Linked DNA regions of Mus musculus: region 1 is linked to region 2. Evidence: chromatin contacts called from public HiCAR-type data. All regions are on one chromosome and are shown on one strand. The core of a region is the stretch at or near the end of the contact, and the rest is flanking DNA. Distances in the headings are between cores, read along the strand shown. Region 1 overlaps Cdca2 (cell division cycle associated 2). Region 2 holds the start of Bnip3l (BCL2/adenovirus E1B interacting protein 3-like).

What was found. HiCAR-type assays count read pairs that join an accessible place to other places.
Region 1: a contact with region 2 is called in a HiCAR-type map of embryonic stem cells, with 5 times the contacts expected there. The contact joins the enhancer-like site here to the promoter of Bnip3l in region 2. A contact is called at or near these places in 12 of 39 promoter capture datasets (the 3T3-L1 cell line, 3T3-L1-derived adipocytes, the C10 cell line and 7 more), 3 of 484 Hi-C or Micro-C datasets (granulocyte-monocyte progenitors, nephron progenitors and stem cell-derived neural stem cells), 2 of 115 datasets of contacts at active chromatin or transcription factors (astrocytes and embryonic stem cells) and 1 of 9 other capture datasets (adipose tissue).

Annotation. Positions count from the first base shown.
Region 1 is chr14:67,673,153-67,678,633 of GRCm38.p6, reverse strand. It overlaps Cdca2 (cell division cycle associated 2), which reads left to right. Exons shown (of 15, transcript NM_001110162.1): 15 at 612-2,280. The coding sequence ends at 1,774. Among named protein-coding and RNA genes, the nearest start is that of Cdca2, 40 kb to the left of the region's middle. Within about 2 kb of position 3,038, at least 15 of the 459 cell types and tissues checked have an H3K27ac peak or open chromatin away from gene starts, as enhancers often do. A contact at or near this core is called in adipose tissue and embryonic stem cells, where this site is marked.
Region 2 is chr14:67,005,977-67,010,964 of GRCm38.p6, reverse strand. Bnip3l (BCL2/adenovirus E1B interacting protein 3-like) reads left to right here and starts at 2,088. Exons shown (of 6, transcript NM_009761.3): 1 at 2,088-2,277. The coding sequence starts at 2,181.

The sequences.
Region 1 (5,481 bases), core at 1,789-4,288, 670 kb before region 2:
GTGATGAATACATGCACCAAGCTACATGTGGTGTTCTTACCCAGAGAACGAAGCTTATTTAGTCAGAAAGGAGGAACAAAGGCTGCTCTTTGAGATTGTGGCCCATGGCTCTGTCTACAGTTATATGGGAATTATTGGAAGACATGACTGCTGTACGACTCAGCTGCTATGTCTTTAAATACTCAAGAATTCTGATTTTTATCACCTTATTACAAGAAGATATTCATAAAAGAATTGGAAAGTTGTGATATCCCTTTTTTTTTCAGGTAAATAGGAACCGTCTCTCACTATTGGACCTCGTGCTCTGGGAAGTACATTAGAGAAAAGGAAACTGCTTAAGACAGCAGTCTCGTTTTCCTAGTCTGAAGTTGTGTGCTGTATTAATTCATGCGTTGAACACTTGTTTTCTTAACCTGTGGGCTGGGCCAGTAAGAGGGACAAAGTGACAGATGAGGACAGGAACCGTGTGATGAGTGTAGGCTGTGTAAGTTCTGAAAGCTGAAAACGACCGTATTATAGCGAGCGCATGTATGTCTATGAAACACTGCTCATTTGACAGGCATTGCACTGTTCCTTTGTAATTGACTCTAAGTGTGCTTATATGCCCGTAGATGATTTCAACAAATGTGGTCAGCTGGAAGAAGTGAACTCGTTTGAAATTCCCACACAACGGAAGAGACGCTTACCACAGAAGGCAGATTCGCCTGAGCTGGACCCAGCTCATCATCAGTCTCAGGTCTCTGACAAGTGCTGCTACCTGTTGCCTCTCACTACTGCTTCTGAGCGAGGGCCAAATGCCAGTACCAGAGACACAGGCAGTGAAGGGAACACCAGAGCGGAGAGTAAGTGTCAAAGTGCAAAGGAGCCAAAACCCGGGACCAAGATGGAAAGCGGTCTTGTGCCTCGGGCTTCTGTGACCCAAGATCACATCGTGTCCAAGAATCCAAAACCTCTGGGCAGCCCTCAGAGCCAGGACCTTTTCAAGGCTGGTCAAAATTTGGAAAATCCTTGTGAGATCCTTATTGTTTCAGAAAGTATGAATCTAAAGTGTGAGAAAGAGAGTGAATGCTTAGCTCCACAGGGGAGTCTGCAGGGCAGCCCTGTCTCTACTGACTCAAAAAGAGACCTTAACTGTTCAGAAGATGTCCTCATTCAAAATATAAAAGAACCCGCAAGCCACAGTGAGAATGTGGGAAGGAAATGTGCAGGGAATGGCAGCCCTGGCAGTGGGAGAGAGAGGAAATGGAGAAGACGCACAGTGTGTTGTGGGGGTCAGAGTTCATACCTGGAACAAAATGGGAACCCTGCGTCTTCCTGCAGTGGGGAAAACTTTGTGGAAATTAGTTTAGAAAGCGTGCAGCTGATTGAAGAGCTGTCTAACACCATAGAGCAAAGCTTTCAGAGAACAAGCAGTAAAACCAAGGTGAGACGCAGCACAAGGCTCCAGAGAGACTTGGAAAATACAGGGCTTGTGTGGCTGTCTCCAAGTCCTTCCACTTTGCAGAAGCCCAGAAGGAGAATGACGATCTGCACCTTAGACAGCAGGGGATTTGAATGTCCATCCTCCAAAGAAGAGACCATATCCTCAGGACAAAACCCAGGGCCGCTGCCCGCTGTCTCGGGCAGTGAGAGCCAGGGTGTTGGTTCTTCTGCGCTACCTAGGAAGAGGAGAAGCCTTTGTGGGTCTACCCTCACAGATGCTAACAGTGCCACCCAGCCACCAGACTGCAAGAGAAAACCCTCGCTCAAGGGAGAAAGCGCTCAGCTGCCCTGAGGGGGCTGGGCCCAGGAGAACAAAGGCAGGAACAGACAATCCCACCTGGCATTGGCTCTTAGGGAAGAGGACCCAGCTTCCTGTAGGCCGCTTCAGTGCATTGCACATTTCTAATAAAAATCATTTGAGTTATGATGACTTTAAGTAGAAATACATTAATTTCTTTCTTCTCCCTCTAAATATATTTGTTTGTCTTTTTGTTTTGCCTTTGTTTTGTTAAAGCATTCCTTTCTAGATCCAGCAATGTGTTTCTGCAGTTTTATTCCTTTTACCATTTACCACTAAAGGCTTTGGCTGTTCTGGAAAAGGACCTTTAGAATGACTTATTCTTTTCTTTGGGTTAAATTGACCAGCTTTGATGACTTCATTGTCTGTCTCAAATCAGAGTTTTCCTTTGCTAATTAAGTGACAATGAGGCCCTGTATTTGAAATTTTAATTCATTGACTGGAACTCTATAGAGAAACTATTGTAAATGAATATGTAATTAAACATAACTGTGCAGTCATCCTTCCAGATTGTTCAAATCGGTCACAGGTAATCTGAGTTTCATTCATTGTTTCCTGTTACGTTTACATTTGAGAAGTAGAAACTTAGAAGTGCTCCAGGAAATGTGTTTACCCACATGAAGCTTGGTGTAGTTGCCGATTTCTTCTAAGCGTCTCCCTGCACTTGAACTTTGTATCCTAATATCTAGTCTATTGCTTGCCTGCTCCCTCAGCGCTAAGCCTTCTACAACCTCCTAGTCTCGGTGGCAGCAATTTAAATATCTAAACCACCAGTAGACCTAGAATCTGCAAATCTTATCATTAAACAATGGCCCCAGAAATCCTTTAAATCATTAGCTGTCCTTCAGCCTGATAGCAGAAACATGTTAACAAATAGAGCTCCCTATAAATAACACACCAGGGAAGAAAGCTCCTGCTGGGCGGCCCATTTCCCCCTCAGAGGTGGAGCTATTTGTTACCGCCTTGGCACCGCCAGGTCTGGAGCCCCTGCCGGGAAGGACTGATGTATTTTACATTAACAGGCAAAGTGAGCCCCAACTTCTTCTGCTCAGGGGCGACTTGTCCAAAACTTTCTTTTATCTCTACAAAATCATTTATGTGCTTTTCTCTCCTGTGTGTGTAGTCACTAAGTCAGGACCACTAAACACACCAAAAAGAGAACGAGTTAACTTGTTTAGAAATGTTTTAGGTTGAGTGAGTTTTAAAAAGGGTGGAGAGTCCCAAACCCAGACTTAGCAGCATGTGTAAAAGGCCTTAGGCTCTCAGGACAGTTTTAGTGTTCACTGATTGCTATTTGCCTCTTTCTCTGTTACGGCTTTGTTAACTCAGCTGCATCTGATGGGCAACAGTTTACAAACTCGATTCTCAAAGTTCTGGCTGATTGTGGTTCAGTTTGTCTAATGTCAACTTGGTACCTACAGTAAAACTGTAAGTCCACTCGACAAATTATGTTCATTCTAAAATGTTTCATTATTAATGAATGGCTTGGCTGATATTTATAGACGTCCCTTAAACCAGTGGTTCTCAACCTTCCTAGTGCTGCAACCCTTTAATACAGTTCCTCATGTTGTGGTCACCCGCCCCCATAACCATACAATTCTTAATGTCTTGTTACTTCATAGCTAATTTTGCTACTGTTGTGAATCATAAATTTTGTTTTCCAATGGTCTTAGGTGACCCCTGTGAAAGGGTTGTTCATCCCCAAAGGGGTTGTGACCCACAGGTTGAGAACCACTGCCTTAGTTTCTTAAAGAATATTAAGGGGCCTAATCTACCATATCTCGCCCGTATCAGATGCTTAGTGTAAAGTTAACTTCTGTGTCTGATCACAGTTGCTACATCCATCCCCTCCCTCATGTCTTTTCATTAATGGTAAACCGAAAATGCTATTTCTTTGCTTTAAATCTTTTTTTTTCTAGAAGTAGCTAACCCTGGATGCTTACCTTAGACTGTCTCTGGTCTTCCTTGATTCTGTCCTTGCAGATATTCTCATTTCTTCCAGAAGATGGCAGTGTGGTTCCTGCAATTTTCCTTCCCTGGGCAAACATGAAGGCCAGGGCTGCTTGTACCTACTGTGGCTTGAACTTCTCTTATATTTTCCCTCAGTTTTTATCAGAAATTGATGAGTATGTGTGGGGAAATCAGAGGACAAATAATTTAAATGAAGTATAAACAACTTTCTGTGTACAGAAACTCAGCTGTCATGCCTCTTCCAGACATCTTGTGCCCATCAAGTGTGGTTTGCCAGTGTTGTCTATACATGCATGCATACACACACACACATGTATTACGTATGTATGGATACATTAGATAGATAGATAGATAGATAGATAGATAGATGTTAATTTGCAGCCTCTACTCCACAGAGTCTCATGACTGTCAGTGTTACTGAGGACAGCCCTGTTGCCCTCAGTCTCTCAGCCTTATGTGGAATTATTGCCTTTGGACAAATGAGGATGTGAGTTGTTTCCTTCTTTTTGGTTCTAGGAGTTGATGACAGAGCTGAAGTGATAGCTAGATTCTCTTCTGTAGATTCTGGAAAGTTCCTCTGACATAGAGCTAGCATCTCAAGTAAACCAGCTTACAAATGCTGACCTTTTGAAAAGAACATACTGTTTGAACTTTGGAAAATGTATATGGTTACACACCACCTTGACGTCAGAGTAATATCATGTCTGACAACCCAACCCTCACCCCTAGCTCTTACAGCTAATGATTTGAATTCAGTTGTACTTTTTGCTTTTTTTAGAATGTCACAGAAAAGGAATCTCAGATGATTGATTGATTGGTCAATCGTTTGTGCCTATGTTTTAAACAGCATAATGCTTTTGAGATTTATCTGTGTTCCATGTTGTAAATGGTTCCTGCTTATTGCTGGATGTCACTTCACTCTGCATATTTAGGTTATAAGATTTGGGGCTTTGTTAAGGATAAAGTTATATACTGTTCAAATGTTTCTTTTTACAAATACACATTCCCGTTCATCATGGAGACTTACTTAGAGCTAGAATCTTGATTTGTGTCTCTCAGTGGCTGGTAACGAACATTTCCCTCTGTTTGCTGTCCTTGTGCCCTTGTCTGTTGGGGTGTCTTACCCAGGATGTTTGTTATTAGTACTGAGTTGAAAGTTTGTTGCATACTTTTTGCATTTTTGCATACAACTCCTTTACTAAGTTTTTTCTTACTAATATTTTCCCCATTCCATGGCTTATTTTTTTGTCTGTTTTCTTGGTATTATCACTTTAAGAAAAGGTTTTCATTTTGTTGAAGTTTGAATTTATTTATTTTTCTTTTCTTCTTTTCTTTAATGATTCATGTCTTTTGTGTCCTAAGGATAGCCAGGCATGGTGTTTCATGTCAGTAATCTCAGCACTGGAGAGGCAGCAATTATTGTGAGTTCAAAGGTAGCCTAGGATATTTAGTGAGTTCTAATCTTTTCCTGTCTGTCTCAAAAGACAAAAAGATAAAAAAAAGACATTTCCCCAGATCAAGAGCACAAAGATTTTTCTAGAAGTTTCATGGTTATATTTCTTGATTCGGTTTTCTATCTACTTGGAGTTCATTTCTGTGTGCCATAGATGCTGGAGTGGCCTTTTGTTTAAGTGGAAATCAGCAGGCACCATTTGTTTAAAAGCTCATCTGTTCATTAAATTGTGTCAATACCTTTGCTGAAATCATGCTCCTGTGTCTGGGCCTTATTC
Region 2 (4,988 bases), core at 839-3,338:
TCCCAGGCCAGCCTAGACTGCAAGCCACACTATCAAAAAGGTTCGGGTGGGGCCAGAGCCATGGCTCAGGATCTCCTGTGGCACCTACATGGTGTATCATAGCCATCTGTGATCCCAGTTCCAGAGGAATCCAGTCAATCTTCTTGCCTTGGGGGGTGCAAGTCATGGAGATTGTACACATGCATCCACCCATGCACACACATACACGCAAATAAAAGGTTCATACAGAGTCTGAAAGAAACAGAACAATGTGACCCAGTTTGTTTGCCTGCTCCCAGTGTTTCTAGTCTGGATATAAGATTCTTACAGAGTATGCTCCAAAGAGTACATTCTCAATATGAGGCGTGTTTCTTTTCATTCCTAGTTGGATCTTTTGAAAAATCTGTCTTTTTGCTTTAATTTTCTATTTACGTATTTGAGAGGAGGCATGCCTGTGGAGGTCAGAGAATAAGATGAGTGGTCTATTTTGCCTACTTTGCACTATATGTTAAGTCAGTCTCAGGTACATGAAGTACTTAGACATAAAATGAGAAGACCCAGAGGAATGTTTTTATACCTGCATTATGCCTTTATAAATATAACACTGTATGTGGGAGGCCTAAGAGATGATTTTTATCACTATTTATGTGTGTATGGCACTGTGTACATGTGGAGGTCCAAGGACAGTTTGTGGGGTAGGTTCTCTCCTTGTACTATGTGAGCCCCAGAGATTGAACTCAGTATATAACTCTGGGCTGCAGCCCAGCCTTTAACCGGAGTCATCTCACCAGAGAATTGGGGTTTTATAAATGCATGTGGATGTTTGCCTGCACGTATGTCTGTGTACCATGCGGGTTTCTCATGCCCTCAGATGCCGGAAGACAGCATTGAGTGCCCTGTGAACGAGCTGTCATGTGGGTGTTTTGAACCAAACCTGAGTCCTTTGCAAGAGCAGCCAGTGTGCTTAACCCCCCAAGCTATCCCTCCAGATCATGTTTTTGGATGTCAATTCAAAGTGACAAAGACTTATTGTGTGTGCCTGTATTTATGATTTAGAGGGGGAGGGCATATGCCACGGTGCATTGGTGGAGGTCAGAAGGCAACTTTGTTAGCTTTCTTCCCATCTACCGGGAGCTCCGGGCAATGAACTCAGTCTGCAGGTTTACTCAGCAAGCGCCTTTACCGGCAGAACCATCTCACTGGCTGGTCCTAGATTTAGTATTTCCGTGTTTGGGTATCTCAGACCATATTTTTAAAAAAGACAATTACATGAAAATTCAACAACTGCAATTAAAGCAAAGTTAAAAGGCAAGTACAATATTGAGAAAAACATTATACAAAAATCGGGTCAAGGAAACTTGACAAAGATACGACGTAGGAGTATTTAGGAACATTAACAGAGTCAGCAACCAGCGTACAGGAGGTAGGGCATTTACAGAGATAGATAACAACCAGGGTTTGGGTAAATCTGTATTTTCTTTTCCCTTTTAATTTGTTTTTGAAGGCAATGGGTCGCTCGATAGCGTAGGCTGCAGGGAACTCGAAATCCTCCTGCCTCAGTCTTAGAAAGAGCTGAAATAACAAGTGTGCGCCACGCCCAGCCATTGATTTTTTTTTTAAACCGTGATTACATGTTACCTTTGCAATTAAAATGTTATAAATTCCAACAAGGTGATTAGCTCCAAGGTACCTCCCACGGTATTCTGTGGGAGGCACAAATGGATGTTTCACTAAGGGGAGGAACTGGGGTTTTCTGCTTCTTTAAAGCCACGGGTGAGTTCTTAAGTGGATACTGCAGGCGTGGGAGGGGTTCCATTCAGGCCCCGCGCGCTTCCGGGCTGCACACTCCTCCCTAATCTCAATCCAATGCCAACTTCCTAGCTCAGCCCTTCCGGCTATTGCGACTGACTCGCAGGAATTCTTTCCTGGCGCCCGTATCAGCTCGACTTCCGCACCCGCACGTCCCGAGCAGCTCGCGAATGCCCCGCCCAGCCCGGCCTGGTCACGCCCCCTATCCTGGGCTCCGACCCCGCCGTCCAGCTGCCTGTGTTGTCATCACATGGTCCGGGAGGGCCCTGACGTCACGAAGGGAGGGACTGCGCAGACGCAGAAAAGGGGGCGGGGGAACTCGACTTGTTGTGTTGCTGCTCGAGAGCCGGATACTGTCGTCCTGCGGCCGTGCCGCTTCCAGTCTCCAGACCATGTCTCACTTAGTCGAGCCGCCGCCGCCCTTGCACAACAACAACAACAACTGCGAGGAAGGGGAGCAGCCCCTGCCGCCGCCCGCTGGCCTCAACAGTGAGCACGGGGCCGCCGGGCTCAGCGGAGGGATGGGGGAGGAGGAGCCGCTCGGCCGCCGCCGTGCGGGCGGGGGGGGGGGGTTGGTGGTGGTGGTGGGGGAGTGGGCGGGAGCAGACGACAGCTCATTGGTTGGGACCGAGATTGTGCGTATGACTGACAGCGGCGCGCTCCGGTTAGGAGCAGGCGCTCGGCGCTGGCTCGCGGCCTGCGCCTTGGGCGCCGAGGTTTAGGGTCGCGGTGGGCGTCGGGAGCCGGAGGCGCACGCAACTCGGGGTGGCAAGCGGAGGCTGGCCAGCGGAGGGGGAGCATGGGACGTGCGGCGGGGACACCGGGGGATGGACGCGACCGGTCGGGCGTGGCGGGTGGACGTGCGGCCGCGCAGGTGTGCTTGCGGAGCTCGCCTCCTACCACACGCCGGTCCAGGGGGTCATCGGAGTTTCGTGCAGGGTGCTTGCTCCGCCCCTGACATTTATCTTTTTTTTTTTTTTTAGTCTGAAAATTCCCAAGTTTCTCAAGTGAGTTTTTTGTTGCTGTTAACCTTGAATTCATATTTTACTGCTTTTTCTTTTCTTTTTCTTTCTTTTTTTTTTTTTTTGAGAGAGCTTCTCATGTAGCCCAGGCTGGCCTCACTCGTTGTGTTGCTGAGTGACCTGATCCCTCCTACTTTCCACTTTCCCAAGTTCTTGGGTGACAGGCGGCAGCCACCATACTAGTAACTTTTCAAGTGCTGTTTCTTATGTTAAATGGATTGGGTGCCCAGCACATGCCCTAGGATCACGTCCATTTCAGCCAAATCTGCAGTGAACTTCAGGAAATACAGTAAACAACACAACAGACGCAGGCCACAGGTACTAGCAATTGAAAGTTGATGGTCAGGATCCAGTTGCAGTCAAACAGACATCTTGTCCCCAGAGTGTCCGCTGTTGTTGTGAGATCGCCGGACCTTCTTGCCCAACCTTTCTGTTTGGATTTCATGTCTTAATGAAAGAGGTAGTGGGTGGTGGTAGTTGTCACAGGGCCAGATGAAGTTCTTTAAAAGCCATTTGTATGCTTAAAGGTCAGGCAGTGTCTTTCATAAGAGGGATGGCTTCCAGGGTGGCCAGAACGGTTTAGGGAAGAGCTGTTACTGAGTCTAGAGGATAGTGGCAGGAGCGTTTGGGTATTTTAGCCAGGTGTGGTGCCACTTGCCTGTCATTCAAGCACTAGGGAAGTGTAGTAAGCGTGGTCCCCAGAATAAAACTTTGTGTCAGAAAACAACAAAACCAAAAAATAAGGAACAAAGAATTCAGGAATTTTAAGACTCTGTCCCTGCCCCATATTTTGATAAGCAATATTTGATAACTTCTCTAAAATGCCGGCTTTTACAAAGATCTAGTCAAGTGTGTCCTTAAATTTTACTCATAATCACATAATTCAGAATTTAAAATTTTTACCCATCTTTAGCATACATTTTTGGAAATGAAAAGACTAAAGAAATACATGCTTCATGTTATTTCCAGAAGCTGTGGCTCTTTTTTGAGGCCCATGGGTGCTTTCGGGAGCCTTCCCTTGTTTTTGGCATGCTTATATATGAGTATCTTCCGCCTGGGCCTTTATGAGTTAGTTGTGCTCAGCGTCTTCTTACTGCTTAGATGTCTGGAAAATTCAAAGGGATTTTCATTTTTCTTGGATTCTTTATTAACAACAGAACTGAAAAGGGTTGAGCTATGTTTGTTTATTCCTAAGTCTCACAGACCTGGGAGGTGTTTGTCATGGACCAGCCAGCTTCTTCCTTAGTTTTCTCAATGGCTCTTGGAGACCCTCCAGCCTATAGATGATACCAGATGTTACTTTGGGAAATCTGCTAGATAAAAAGTATTGTACTTGGGCTAATTAAGCTGTACTTTTAAAAGTTACTGAAAGCTCGATGGTGCCAGGTTTAATTATTGTCCTTGCCTCTTACTTTGCTTGCTTTGTTGTTGTTGTTGTTGTTTTGTTTTGTTTTGTTTTTTTTTTCGAGACAAGGTTTCTCTGTGTAGCCCTGGCGGTCCTGGAACTCACTCTGTAGACCAAGCTGACCTCAGCACTTGGGAGGCAGAGGCAGAGGCAGAGAGATCTGCCTGCCTCTGCCTCCCAAGTGCTAGGATTAAAGGGGTGTGCCACCACTGCCTGGCCTTTGTTTGCTTTTTAAAGTTTAGTACACAACCCTGGATTGAACAAAACAAACTTTATTGATTCTTCCAAGTGATTTTTTTTTTTTTTTTTTTTGGATGAGCAAAACAACTTACTCAGACATCTAAAACCATCCTAATTGCTGATAACTCTAAGCACTTTGCTGGCCGCAGTTCCACAACTGTGGAAAACAGCAGCTGAAACACATACAGATTATCTCTGGCTTGGGATTTTTATCTTTAGTTCAAGGATCATGGCAGAGGGTTTGTCTGTCCGTTTTAATGTGTATGGGTGTGCCTGCATATATGTATGTGCACCATGTGCATACCTGGTGCCTATGAGGCCAGAAGAGGACATCAAATCTCCTGGAACAGAAGTACAGATGGTTGTGCGCCTCCAAGTCATGCTGGGAATCCAACCCAGGTCCTCTGGAAGAGCAGATACTGCTCTTAATTGTTGAGCCATTTCTCTAGCCCCACAGCAGAGTGTTAATAGCAAATTATTAAAATTTCTTAAGGACTATTTTAGGGGTGTGTGTGTGTGTGTGTGTGTGTGTA